Regions from separate parts of the Capra hircus genome. Here region 2 is linked to region 1. Evidence: chromatin contacts called from public Hi-C data. All regions are on one chromosome and are shown on one strand. Each heading gives the region's core, a stretch centred on a gene start, on an enhancer-like site or on the middle of the called end of the contact. The rest is flanking DNA. Distances are from core to core; before and after follow the strand shown.

The links. A called contact is a pair of places that touch in the nucleus more often than the background predicts.
Region 2: a Hi-C map of blood shows a contact between it and region 1, with 3 times the contacts expected there. The contact joins the promoter of ELOVL3 here to the enhancer-like site in region 1. A contact is called at or near these places in 3 of 5 Hi-C or Micro-C datasets (blood and liver).

Annotation. Positions count from the first base shown.
Region 1 is chr26:28,690,402-28,696,082 of ARS1.2, reverse strand. GBF1 (Golgi-specific brefeldin A-resistance guanine nucleotide exchange factor 1) reads left to right here. Exons shown (of 40, transcript XM_005698364.3): 5 at 1,707-1,825; 6 at 2,363-2,471; 7 at 2,979-3,039; 8 at 4,196-4,250. Among named protein-coding and RNA genes, the nearest start is that of NFKB2, 32 kb to the right of the region's middle. Within about 2 kb of position 3,877, at least 1 of the 5 cell types and tissues checked has an H3K27ac peak or open chromatin away from gene starts, as enhancers often do.
Region 2 is chr26:28,806,131-28,811,642 of ARS1.2, reverse strand. ELOVL3 (elongation of very long chain fatty acids protein 3) reads left to right here and starts at 2,138. Exons shown (of 4, transcript XM_005698356.2): 1 at 2,138-2,430; 2 at 3,327-3,458; 3 at 4,110-4,261; 4 at 4,518-5,460. The coding sequence starts at 2,330. The coding sequence ends at 4,945. It overlaps PITX3 (pituitary homeobox 3), which reads right to left. Exons shown (of 5, transcript XM_018041727.1): 5 at 5,312-5,512.

The DNA of each region.
Region 1 (5,681 bases), core at 2,628-5,127:
GCTACTTCATTCAAGCTCAGAGGATAAGAGCTACAAAAAGATCAATAGAGCTTAAACCACTTTAACTAGGGAGGTTACTGAAAGAAGGGAAGAAATAAACCCTCAGAAGTTTGTGAGGTGAGAGCAAGGCTGCCATTCACTAGGAGCCCTGAAACACCCACACGGCACCAAGAAGGTCCTGGATTTTCTGAGCAAGGAAAGGTCCTTCTGTGGACTCTGTCCAGCAGGCCTGTGAGAGAGGACTCAGACAACTGCCTTGAGAGTATAAGATTTTCTGTATTGATTGAGAGAAACATGGAGAGTTGGGTAATAGAAGGAGCTGGGTCACTTCCTCTACTATAGATTATCATGAAATTGGCTTCCTTCTGCATGACCTCTAAAGTAGCCATTCATGATCCTGAGTAGAGGCATGAAGTAAATAGGACAATAAGAGTCTTTGACTAGGTATCAGAGACTAACCAGGACAGAAGAGAAAAATGAAAACCAATCACAGTTGATGAAAGTGTTCTGGCTCATTGTTACAAGAGAAATGTTCTGGTTTATCAGCCATCCCCAGAGCTTCAAATTTAGGAACTCCATTATTTTCAGGTACAAGGAAAGAGAATGGAGAATTTCTTCTAATTCCTACACTTTAAAACTAGGAGGTTCTCTTACCTTACACCATGTCACCTCTGGAGCATTTTTCTCTGTCACTCACAAAGTTTTTGTCATATCCCCAACTTTTTTTTCCTATTTGTACCCCCTAAGAACAATCCAGGCTGTTCTGGAGGACCTTTGTAAGCCTCGATGGAGGTCACTTCTTTGTCTACTCCTTATGGGTATTTAAATCATGAATGGGAGCAGTTTCCTCCTTGGCAACATTTGTGTTAGCTTCTACCCCAGTGCTGGTTGTCAGAGCTGACATCTCCCTTCATATTCACAGTTTAAGGTCTTCCTCTCTCCTGCTTCTCAGTTAGCTAGCCTCCAGCCCTCTTCAGTTTGTCCCCTGTCACTCCTTAATCTTTATTTAAGGATATTTGTCCATGACATACTGTTAAGCATGAAACCAAAGCGGGAAGTGCTCTCTGATTTGCTATAATGGGCACCCAGATCTGCATATTGGCAGCAGTGACTGTCCATTTTTTCCCTCTACTTCCCTACCTCAGTTGCACCAGAATATTGCATTCCAAAAGCAATCAGATAGAGAGATGTGTTGAAAGAGAACACATGAAAAGAGAAAGCCTTCAACCTTGACATTCAAAGCTCTGGCCCTCCCAGGCTCTTGCTCTGGGCCAAAACCTCAAACTTCCAGGTCCTTCCTCTATCAAGTGAGTAGCTTTACATCAGTGATTCCCAAGTGTGGTCCCCTGACCAGCAGCATTAACTTTACCTGGACTCTTGTTAGAATTGCAGATTCTTAGGCCCCATGCTAGACCTACTAAATCAAAAATTTGGGGTGTGGGCCAGCAATTTTTATTTTTTACAAGCTCTCCAGATGATTCTGATATGTGATTGAGAACCACTTTTACACAGTAGCGTTTGTGCTGAGACAGGCACAACATATATCAGCCAGTTACAGGCAAAAACTCTCAGGTAATTCAAGGAGCCATGGGTTAGAGAATTGAAGAGGAGAAAACTAAAGTCTCTCAAAATAGACCCTACACAGGATGTCTTGACTTTCTGTCTCTCCTCTTCATATCCTTTCTTTTTTTTCTTTGCTGGAGCAGATCCCACCCATGAGGGCACAGCAGAGGGCATGGAGAACATGGCAGATGCTGTCACCCATGCCCGTTTTGTGGGCACAGATCCTGCCAGCGATGAGGTTGTCCTGATGAAAATCCTTCAGGTAAATGGAAGGGAACAGCAATTAGGCTAATGGCCAGGAGCTGGTGCCTCCGGCTCTACTTACCAGAGCCTGCCAGCAATGTGAAGCTGTGCTTTGACTCCACGGAGGCTTAGAGAGCTACTTTGTTTCCAAACAAGCTGCTCCGTATCCAAAGTAAAAGCTTTTTCTAAGGAAAATAATTAAAAAGCTTTAAATTTGATATTGATATCAAATAACCGGAACCCTTAATACACTTGTACCTCTGGCAGACTGTATCTGTGCCATCCATCTGTTGGGTTTGTGGGCGAGGGCAGAAATGAGTGCTGAACTATGTCGAGGTCATAGAACGTAAAGACACAGCTCCTAAGATAAGCTCCTGAGACTCGACCACCAGCACCAAGTCGAAGCAAGGTCGGTATTGTTGCTAACCTCTTTCTCACTCCTGAGTGCTTCCATAGGAGACTAGAGAAACAGGAGGCATTTTCTCTCCCCTCATGTACGCCCTTCTTTACCCAGCCTGCCTTGTTTATCATAGTGTCTCCTTTTTCTTCTTGGTAGGTACTGCGGACTCTGTTGCTGACCCCAGTAGGTGCCCACCTAACCAATGAATCTGTGTGTGAGATTATGCAGTCTTGCTTCCGGATCTGCTTTGAAATGAGGCTCAGTGGTAGGTGCTTGAATACTGGGCCTGTCATCATTCCTAGGGGCAGTATCTGTGAGTATGAATATAGATGCTGTCTCTGAACCCGAGAGAGAGAGAAAACTCATGGCTTCTCCATCACCTACCTTGTGGAGCCATAGGGATTTTGAAGTCTCTGTACTTGACAATTTGTTGTGTGGCTAGAAGAGACTTTAACTCTTTGTGCCAGGGCAGGAATTGGGCTAGATCGCAGACTGACTCAGCCCAGGACCAGATCTCCTTCCCTCGAGGTTTCTGGGATTGACACCGGCCTACCACCCCTGAGAACATATCCTTGTGCCTTTTTTTCCTGACTCAGTAGTGCCATCTAGTGGGTCAGTGAAGTTAAGGCTGCCAGGCTGAGCTGGAGCTGGTTTTAATAAGTTTGGTATAATCCTTAGTAAACAAGGTTTGGAGGGGAGTCTGCTCTGAGAAGCCTCCTGATAATAGCACGGCAAGTAATGACACCTGTGTTATTTGTTTTTGCCTGTGCAGAGTTATTGAGAAAATCCGCAGAGCACACTCTCGTAGACATGGTGCAGCTGCTCTTCACAAGGTAAACCTGCTGCTGTTTGCTTCAGCCCGGCTGCCCAGGCCTCTTGAGCCTGCCTGCTTCCACACAGCCACTTCAGGGACCTGGCCAACCCCACAGCCACATCAGAGGCTACTGAGATTGTGGATGGGAGTAATTCTCTGGGCCCAGGGTTACCAGGCAAGGGAGAAGGAGGAGGGAGATGGCTTGGCCTCAGAGGAAAGCAGAGAGTTATTTGATCTAGGCTGACAGAACTTCTGCCTCCCAAACTTGTGTCAGTTTCTGTGCAGGTAGCAGCTGGGAAAGGAAACCCAGAGGAAACCAAACTCAAGGGAGCCTGGAGCAGGTTGCTGAGCTCCCAGAGCTCAGTCCAGTTTCTGTGAGGAAGAACCAGGGCTAGGGCAACCAGCAATCCTGGTTTGCCTGACTGTCCCCATTTGAACACTGAAAGTCCCGTATCCTTGCAATCCAAAACCATTGGTTACCCTCATCAAGGCCCTCAACTTAGCCCTGAGGCAAGCGCTTTACAGCTTCCCCTAAAGGATATTGATGATGGAGGAGGTTATGCATGTAGGGGAGCAAGGGTTATATGGGAAATCAGTGTACTGTGAACTAAGATTGTTTTTTTAAATAGTCTACTAAAACGCGCACACACACTTCCACCTGGGATTTGTTTTTGCTCTCAAATCTGTAAATAATAATCTTTATTACCCACAGACTAGATTTGCCTCTGAACCCTGCTGCTAATTGTTTCCTACTTCGCAGGTTCAAATTTACTGGTTTCAAAACTTCATTTGCCTTTCACTTTGACCCTATGCCCAGTCTCCTGGGGTTTTAATAGACTGCCCTCTCCCCATATCATGCCTTTCAGCAATATCTGCCAGGGGAATACAGCAGGAGAGTATCAGTTTAAAGATGAAAAGAGCCTCTGCACTCCAGAGGTACTTAGTCACCTTTCCCTCATGACAGCTACCTTATTTTTTAGAACATGTCTGTGTTCCATGTTTCTCAATTTCTGTGCCCCTTCGATGAAGCTCTGAAAAGGGTGAAACTAGCCTGTTTCTTTTTCTAGCTTTTTCTAAGAGACTCTGACCTAGAGCATCTTCGGGCTGTGGCTGGCATGAAGGGGAATATTTGTTGTTATCCCTAATTAAGTCCATGGGATTTTCTTATCTTACAGGTTACCTCAGTTTAAAGAAGAACCCAAGAACTATATGGGGACCAACATGAAAAAGGTATGATCTGCTATCCCTCACCCAGACTTCAATCTCCCAGCTTCTGTGCTGTTGGGATTTTCCTGGATACCCTTGCTTAGCAAAAGTATGCTTTTGCCTAGACAGGTTTGCTTGGAATCTAGAAATAGTTATCACTCATTTACCAAGAGATTTTCCAGGTACCTCTTTCCCAAGTACCTCTCCTTCCCCAGCCTTTCCTTTCTAGCCTGTCTTTGTTGACTCACCATGTAAGCTGGTGAGCCAGTCCTTCATAGAATCTGGGTGAGGCCCATCAAGCTGGGCCAAAAATGTATGCTGCTAAAGGCGACAGTCCTGCCATCCACTCAGGGCCCAGTCAGCAGGTAGGAGGCCTAGGGAGGCTATACCTAAAATCCTCTGATGCTGGAATAGACTGGGCTCATGCTTGGGCTAGCCTCTGACAAGATAAATCAAGTCTGACTCCAGATCAGAAGGTTCTCAAACTGCTAGAAGAATGGTGTTCAGAAGAATGGCCTCTTTCTGTCTTAAACTGAAGCCCTGGACTTCACAGGCCTCTGATGAGGATTCTGCTTGCAGCCCTACAAGCTTCTGCCCTTGAAGCTGACCCTTGGCTATTTGGTGCATGAACCTGACCTTCCCATTTCCCCTGCCATCCATCCCCATCCTGCCCTGTGCCCTGTTGGCTTGTGTCTGAGTTTATTTCACTCTGTTTAAATCGTTCGTTTGCCTGTCTTTCACAGATTTCTCCATGTCTCCTCAGCAAACTGGAGCTAAGTAGTGGGGAGCAGACCAAAGCCCTGAACCAGTTAGAGAGGGTACTACTCTTTAAGAACCTCAAGGTCTCTCTCCCTCTCCCTCTCCTTACCCCCTTTTAATTTATTTATTTAAATGTTTATTTTTTATATGCAACATCTGGGTCCCGTTGTCCTCTGTGTAGAGCACAATTTACCCCTCCCTAGTAATATCTCATGGCTTTGGAAGAGCTGCATGTGTTTTTAACTTTGCAGTGTTGGGAATTTTCATGGGGCATCTGGCTGCCTGAAGGCAGAAGGAAGCCTTGAACTGGTAACACATTGTGTAGTGAACCTAGATAGAGAGCCTGGGTCCTGCTGACATCTTGTGAGGAGGCTTAATATCTACCATTTCTAGGGGAACTATGAGGGACCATCAAACAAGACCCTTCACTTTTCTACCCTCTCTCTGTCTTAGAGCTGGCATTAAAAAGCTTAAGCACAGTCCTTGATTCTAGCTAGATAATTGAACTTGGTTTTGAGGGAAAGGGTAGTCTGTCTGGTTGAGGTCTTTTTTTTCTTGGTTACCATTAAAGGAGTCATTCTAAGATTTAGGACTCTAGATGGATGAAAAGGAGCCAGGTCCCAGGTTAGCCCAGGACACTGGAAATACTTTGTGATCTGCCAGGGAGCCCTCTGTCCTTGAGAAGTAGGGGAACTT
Region 2 (5,512 bases), core at 889-3,388, 120 kb before region 1:
GGACAATGAGGGAAGTCCCCAAAGTATCCTTCCATTGATGTTATCTGACTTGTAGACTGACCCCAACCTTGTGAGGCAGGCAGGCAAGTATGACTCTCAACATTTTATTGATGAAGAATGTGAGTCTCAGGTTAGGTTACTTGCCTAAAATCATGGGACTAGTTAATATGTACAGGCATTTGAATCCAGGTCTTGTAATACATACGTGGATTCTTTTTCAAGAAAATTTTTTTTTAATGATCTCAACAGGTGGTCACACCTATGTTCTTTTTATTATTTTTTTAATTATTTTTTTTGGCTGCATGTGTGGCATGTGGAATCTTAGTTCCTAACCAGCTTGCCCTCCCTGCATTGGGAGTGCAGAGTATTAACCACTGGACTGTCAGGGAAGTCCCTAGATGGAATTATTCTTGCATTGCTCATTCTTTTGTTTGTTCATTAATCCATCAAATATGCACTGATCACCTTCTGAGTGTCAGGCTATGTGTGAAGCAATCCATAACCACAAAAGGTTTTAAGCAGAAAAGTAACATGATCCAATTTAGGTTTTAGAACCTTCTTTTGGATGAGAGGATGGAAGGAAGCGGTTTTCAAAGTATGGTTTGAGGCCACACTGGGTCAGAGGGGTCTTCCAGATGGCGCTAGTGGTAGATAACTCACCTGCTAATGCAGGAGATCTAAGAGATTCGGGTTTGATCCCTGGGTTGTGAAGATCCGCTGGAGGAGGGCATGGCAACCTACTCCAGCATTCTTGCCTGGAGAATCCCATGGACAGAGGAGCCTGGCGGGCTACAGTCCATGGGGTTGGACAGAGTCAGACACGACTGAAGTGACTTAGCATACATGCACGCACTGGGTCAGTGGCTCTGGGGTTGGTGATATGCCAGGTTTGGGTACTGTTTTTTTCTCCTAATGCAATAGAACGTGCTATATTAGAGAAGGAAGTGTCAACTAATTATGAAGAGGTGCTGGCTGTAGTAATCAGGTAAGAGATGACATAAAACAGAGACAAAGGGATGTACTTGGGAGTCATTGAGCTAGCATGGCAGGACTTCCCACTCACCCTTAGCTCAGACAGTAGCTGAGAAGCGAAACTGGAATTCCTGCCTACGTCCTCTGGCTACAGAGCCTGCGGTCTTATTGCACATAGCCATTTATAGCCGCTTCATGATTTTAAATATTTTTCATTAATTTCTCTTAGCATTTGTTTTGCATATCTCCATCGTGTCTCAAACTGCCTTCAAGCCTTGTATTTCCCTCTCATTTTCATAAAGTCTAGGACAGAAATAAGAGACAGATGAGTAAGACCTTAAAATTTTTTAAATGTTTATTTATTTGGGGCTGGGTACACAGGCAAGGAAAAAGTAGATTTGATTAGATAAACATAGACTAGGGAAGAACCACAGGATACTGGGAGATGAGCATCACCTCCTCTTCTATAAACCCCTGGCAGTCTTCAGGAAGCCTGAAGACAATAATCCCAGAAGCCCAGAGGGTGACCCCACTTCCTTCCCAGGGTTATTACTGAGTATCAGGCTGGAGCCGGCAGGAATTCAGGAAGCTGTAAAGAAACAACAGCCTCAACAACCAACTCTCCAAACATCAACACCAACTACCTCGACAATAAAACTCGTTACAATTCATCTCCCTCCCACTTACAACTGCAGACCAGAAGGAAGCCTTCCAGAAGGAAGGGCTCTTTGCTGCCCCTTCCCCTCATCCCCAGCCTTGTTTTCCCAGGGTCTCGGGGAGGCGGGAAACTGACACCCTATCTCCGAATGGGGGCACCAGAGAAACGGGGGACACCTTCATTCTCTCCTCATTGCCAGATAGGTCAGAACTGAAACCAACTGAGGCAAAGGTTATTGTTGGCAGTGCCAGGAGAAGCCTGTCACACCCCAGTAACTCCAAAGCCACAGTGGCTAAACTAAGCACATCAGAGTTGAGGTGTGCGAGAAGATGGGAAGGTGGCGAAGGTCTAAGGTAGTGGGAGGCTTCTGGGGTGCTGTCCTTAAGAATGACCAATCAGAGAGCGGCTTGCAGCCCAGGGGCGGGACTGGGGGTATCTTTGTTGCGATTGGATGAAGGCTGGGAGCAGGGAGGGGGCCGCGGCGCCTAGGACAGCTGCTTTGCAATTTCGCGTTATATACTGCGGTGGCCGCGGCTGTGGAAGCCGGCTGGACTGCAGCGTACGTGCCTGCATCTGAGGCTCTGGCTTGTTGCGGAGTTCCTTGGGTTCTGGATCTAGTCAGTCCTGCCCCCAAGGTTCTCTCCATCCTCCGTCCCCTAGCTTTCGTCCAGCTCCCGGCCTCAGCGTCTGCAAAACGAAATGGTCACAACAGTGAATACCTCAGATGAAATAGAGCAGATGTTCCAGCCCTACAACTTCGAGCTGTTCCGGGACATGAGGCCCTTTTTGGAGGAGTACTGGTGAGACTCGTAGAAGGGGAAGGGCCATGTTAGGGGCCCAACTCTGATGACCGCTATTTGGGGGGATTGGTGGAATGGGGGAGGGCGAGACAGAATGCCCACAGAGATTTTGCTAAGGAGCAAATGTATCGGATTCCCCAGTACTGGCTTCACGTCCCTGTTGTCCAAGGTACAGGTAGTGTGACACCTCAAAGAGGTTAGATCTGGAAGAAAGAAAGGCAGAAATAAGAAGATGGGATGAAGAATTTGGGAGGAGAAAGAAACCAAGCGGGGAAAAGTGTAGTGAGAACTGGTCTCTGAAGAATGGGGTTGATCTGAACTCCTACTCCCACCCACCTTATAGACGACTCTCCATCCTTTGTGGCTGCATGTGTGCGCATGCGTGCATGTGCTGATGCCTGAGGACTGCTCTTCACAGTTATCATCTTATTCCTCAAATGTTCCATCATCCCTGCTGTGGAGAAGGAGGCAAAATCTGGATACTCTTCCAAAATTTCCTCAGACTTTGCCCTAGAGCCCCTCAGAGCTCCAGCCAATTTGCTATGACCAAACAGGCAGAAGCTATTGCCACATTCTTTGTACATCACAGCCTTGGGTTGCTTCTAGAAATGGACCAGCAGCTGTCACCCACTCCCAATCCCAGGAACCTTGGTTATAGCTGCTGCCTTGTGTAAAGTACTTTACATATATTAACACTGTCAGGAGAGGAGTGTTATTCCCCCCTTACAAATAAGGAAACTGACCCTCAGAGAAGGAAGTAGGTTTTCCAGTGTCACACAGCTAGTAAGTGGCAGAAGTAGGATCCCACTCCAGAGCACTGACCTGGAGATATGAGTGGGCATTCCTATAACCAGCTCCCACCCATAAGCCCATCCGCTCTGCCTTCTGCCTGCCAGGGCAACCTCATTCGCCATAGTTCTGATCTACCTGTTGCTCATCTTCGTGGGGCAAAACTACATGAAGTCACGGAAGGGCTTCAACCTGCAGAGACCTCTCATCCTTTGGTCCTTCTGCCTTGCAGTCTTCAGGTAAGACTTTCCCCACTCCAACCTATCTTATAGACCCTAGACCCTCATTCTATCCCTAAAAGCTCTCTAAAAACCTCAATTGCATCAACTGCCCAAGATGCCCCCTAACTCTCTCCTTATTCTGTTCTCTCAGCTCTGACTCCTCTCCCCAGGTTCCACTCACCTGTTTTCCTTCTTCTCCAGTTCCTAGACTAGTAGTCTCTCCTCTCTCTCATGAGACCTCTTGTGCTCATTGAGTCTGGATAATTCCAACAATTTCCCCAGCCTCTAATACTCTCTGCATCTAACACTCTCTCCCAAGACCTTCCATTAACTTCCCTAGCCCCTTCTTCCCATATTCCCCCCAGACTCCTTTGATCACCCCTATCCTGCCACCTGTCTCCTTCCAGGCTCCTACCCATCCTATGAACCCTACTCCCTAGTTCAGTTTTCAGTCTCAGCCTCTAGCACTCCCTGGTCCCTCTCCAGCCCTCATGTCTTCTATCTTCTAGATTACTGGTTGGCTTTACCAAGTTGGCCTTGGGATCTCAGAAGCTGTGACCCCTTTGGAAGGGTGGGGAGGTGGTGGAACTTGGATCAGTGACTTGACCAGGCCAAGGGTTAAGGTGCCTGGGAATGACCCTTACACCCTTTTCCTCTGTTCCATTTCAGTATCTTCGGGACACTGAGGATGTGGGGCTACATGGGGACCCTGCTACTTAGGGGGAGCCCAAAGCAAACTATATGCTTCTCCTCCTTCATCAACAGTCCCATAATCCAATTCTGGTCCTTCCTGTTTGTTCTCAGCAAGGTCGTTGAACTTGGTGAGTGGCAAGGCTTTGTCTCTCTGGTGTCCAGTCAGTTGCATCCCTCCTTAAGCCCTCCCCTTTACCCATCACATGGAGAGTTCCTTCCCCACCCCTGGGTCCTAAAAACATCTCTCACCCAAGCCCCTCTTCAGATTCTCTGCCATAAAGACCCCTCTCCCTGTCCTGAAAATTCCCCCTGTGCCCCTACATCAAGTTCAGAGGGTGGTCCCAACACTGGGTGATATGTCAGCTATGACTCCTCATCTCCCAGGAGACACAGCCTTCATCATCCTGCGTAAGCGGCCACTCATCTTCGTGCACTGGTACCACCACAGCACAGTGCTGGTGTACTCGAGCTTTGGATACAAGAACAAGGTGGCTGCAGGCGGCTGGTTCATGACCATGAACTTTGGTGTACATGCCATCATGTACACCTACTACACTCTGAAGGCTGCCAAAGTGAAGTCCCCCAGATGGTTTCCCATGCTCGTCACCAGCCTGCAGATCCTGCAGATGTTTATAGGAGCCACTGTCGGTATCCTGGCTTATATCTGGAGACAGGAAAAGGGATGCCACACCACAGAGGAACATTTCTTCTGGTCCTTCATCTTGTATGCAACCTATTTTGTTCTTTTTGCCAAGTTCTTCCACCAAAACTACATAATTCCCAAGATCAAAGCCAAGACCAAGAGCCAGTGAGTGGTTGGAGAAAGAGAAGAAGCCTCAAGCTCTCTCTCCTCCCCAGGGGACTGAGGGGCTGAGCTTAGGTTTGAGGGAATGATTAGGAAGCCTTTCCTGTATGGTTTCCCCATGGGATGTATACTCCAAGGTGGCAGGAGATGATGACAGTCAAGAACTATCACCCCTGGGGTGGGGATGTGATCTAGTACTTTGATGTTTCTGTTGTTAATGTGAAGGCCAAGCAGGCCCTGGGATGGGGGTGGGACTAAGGAGGCTCCCCCAAACTGAGTTATTTATGTTTCCAGAAATCTTTCTCCTTCTTGCTCTGTTTTTAAATTAAAGACTCCAACAAGGTTTTCAGGGTTTGGGGATTTACAGGAAGGAGGGGACTGCTGTGATGGAGGAGGGCTGCTGGCAATCGGATGATGAGTGGGTGAGAAGCTTACAACAGTGTGTGGAAGGCTGAGAGTCACACACAGAGACACTCAATAAGAATCCTAGGCCTGGTAGGCACTTAATAAATGTCTGTTACAGACCAGAATTTTATTGCTGTTAGAGGCAAAAGCCCCTCATAGGAACAGTGAG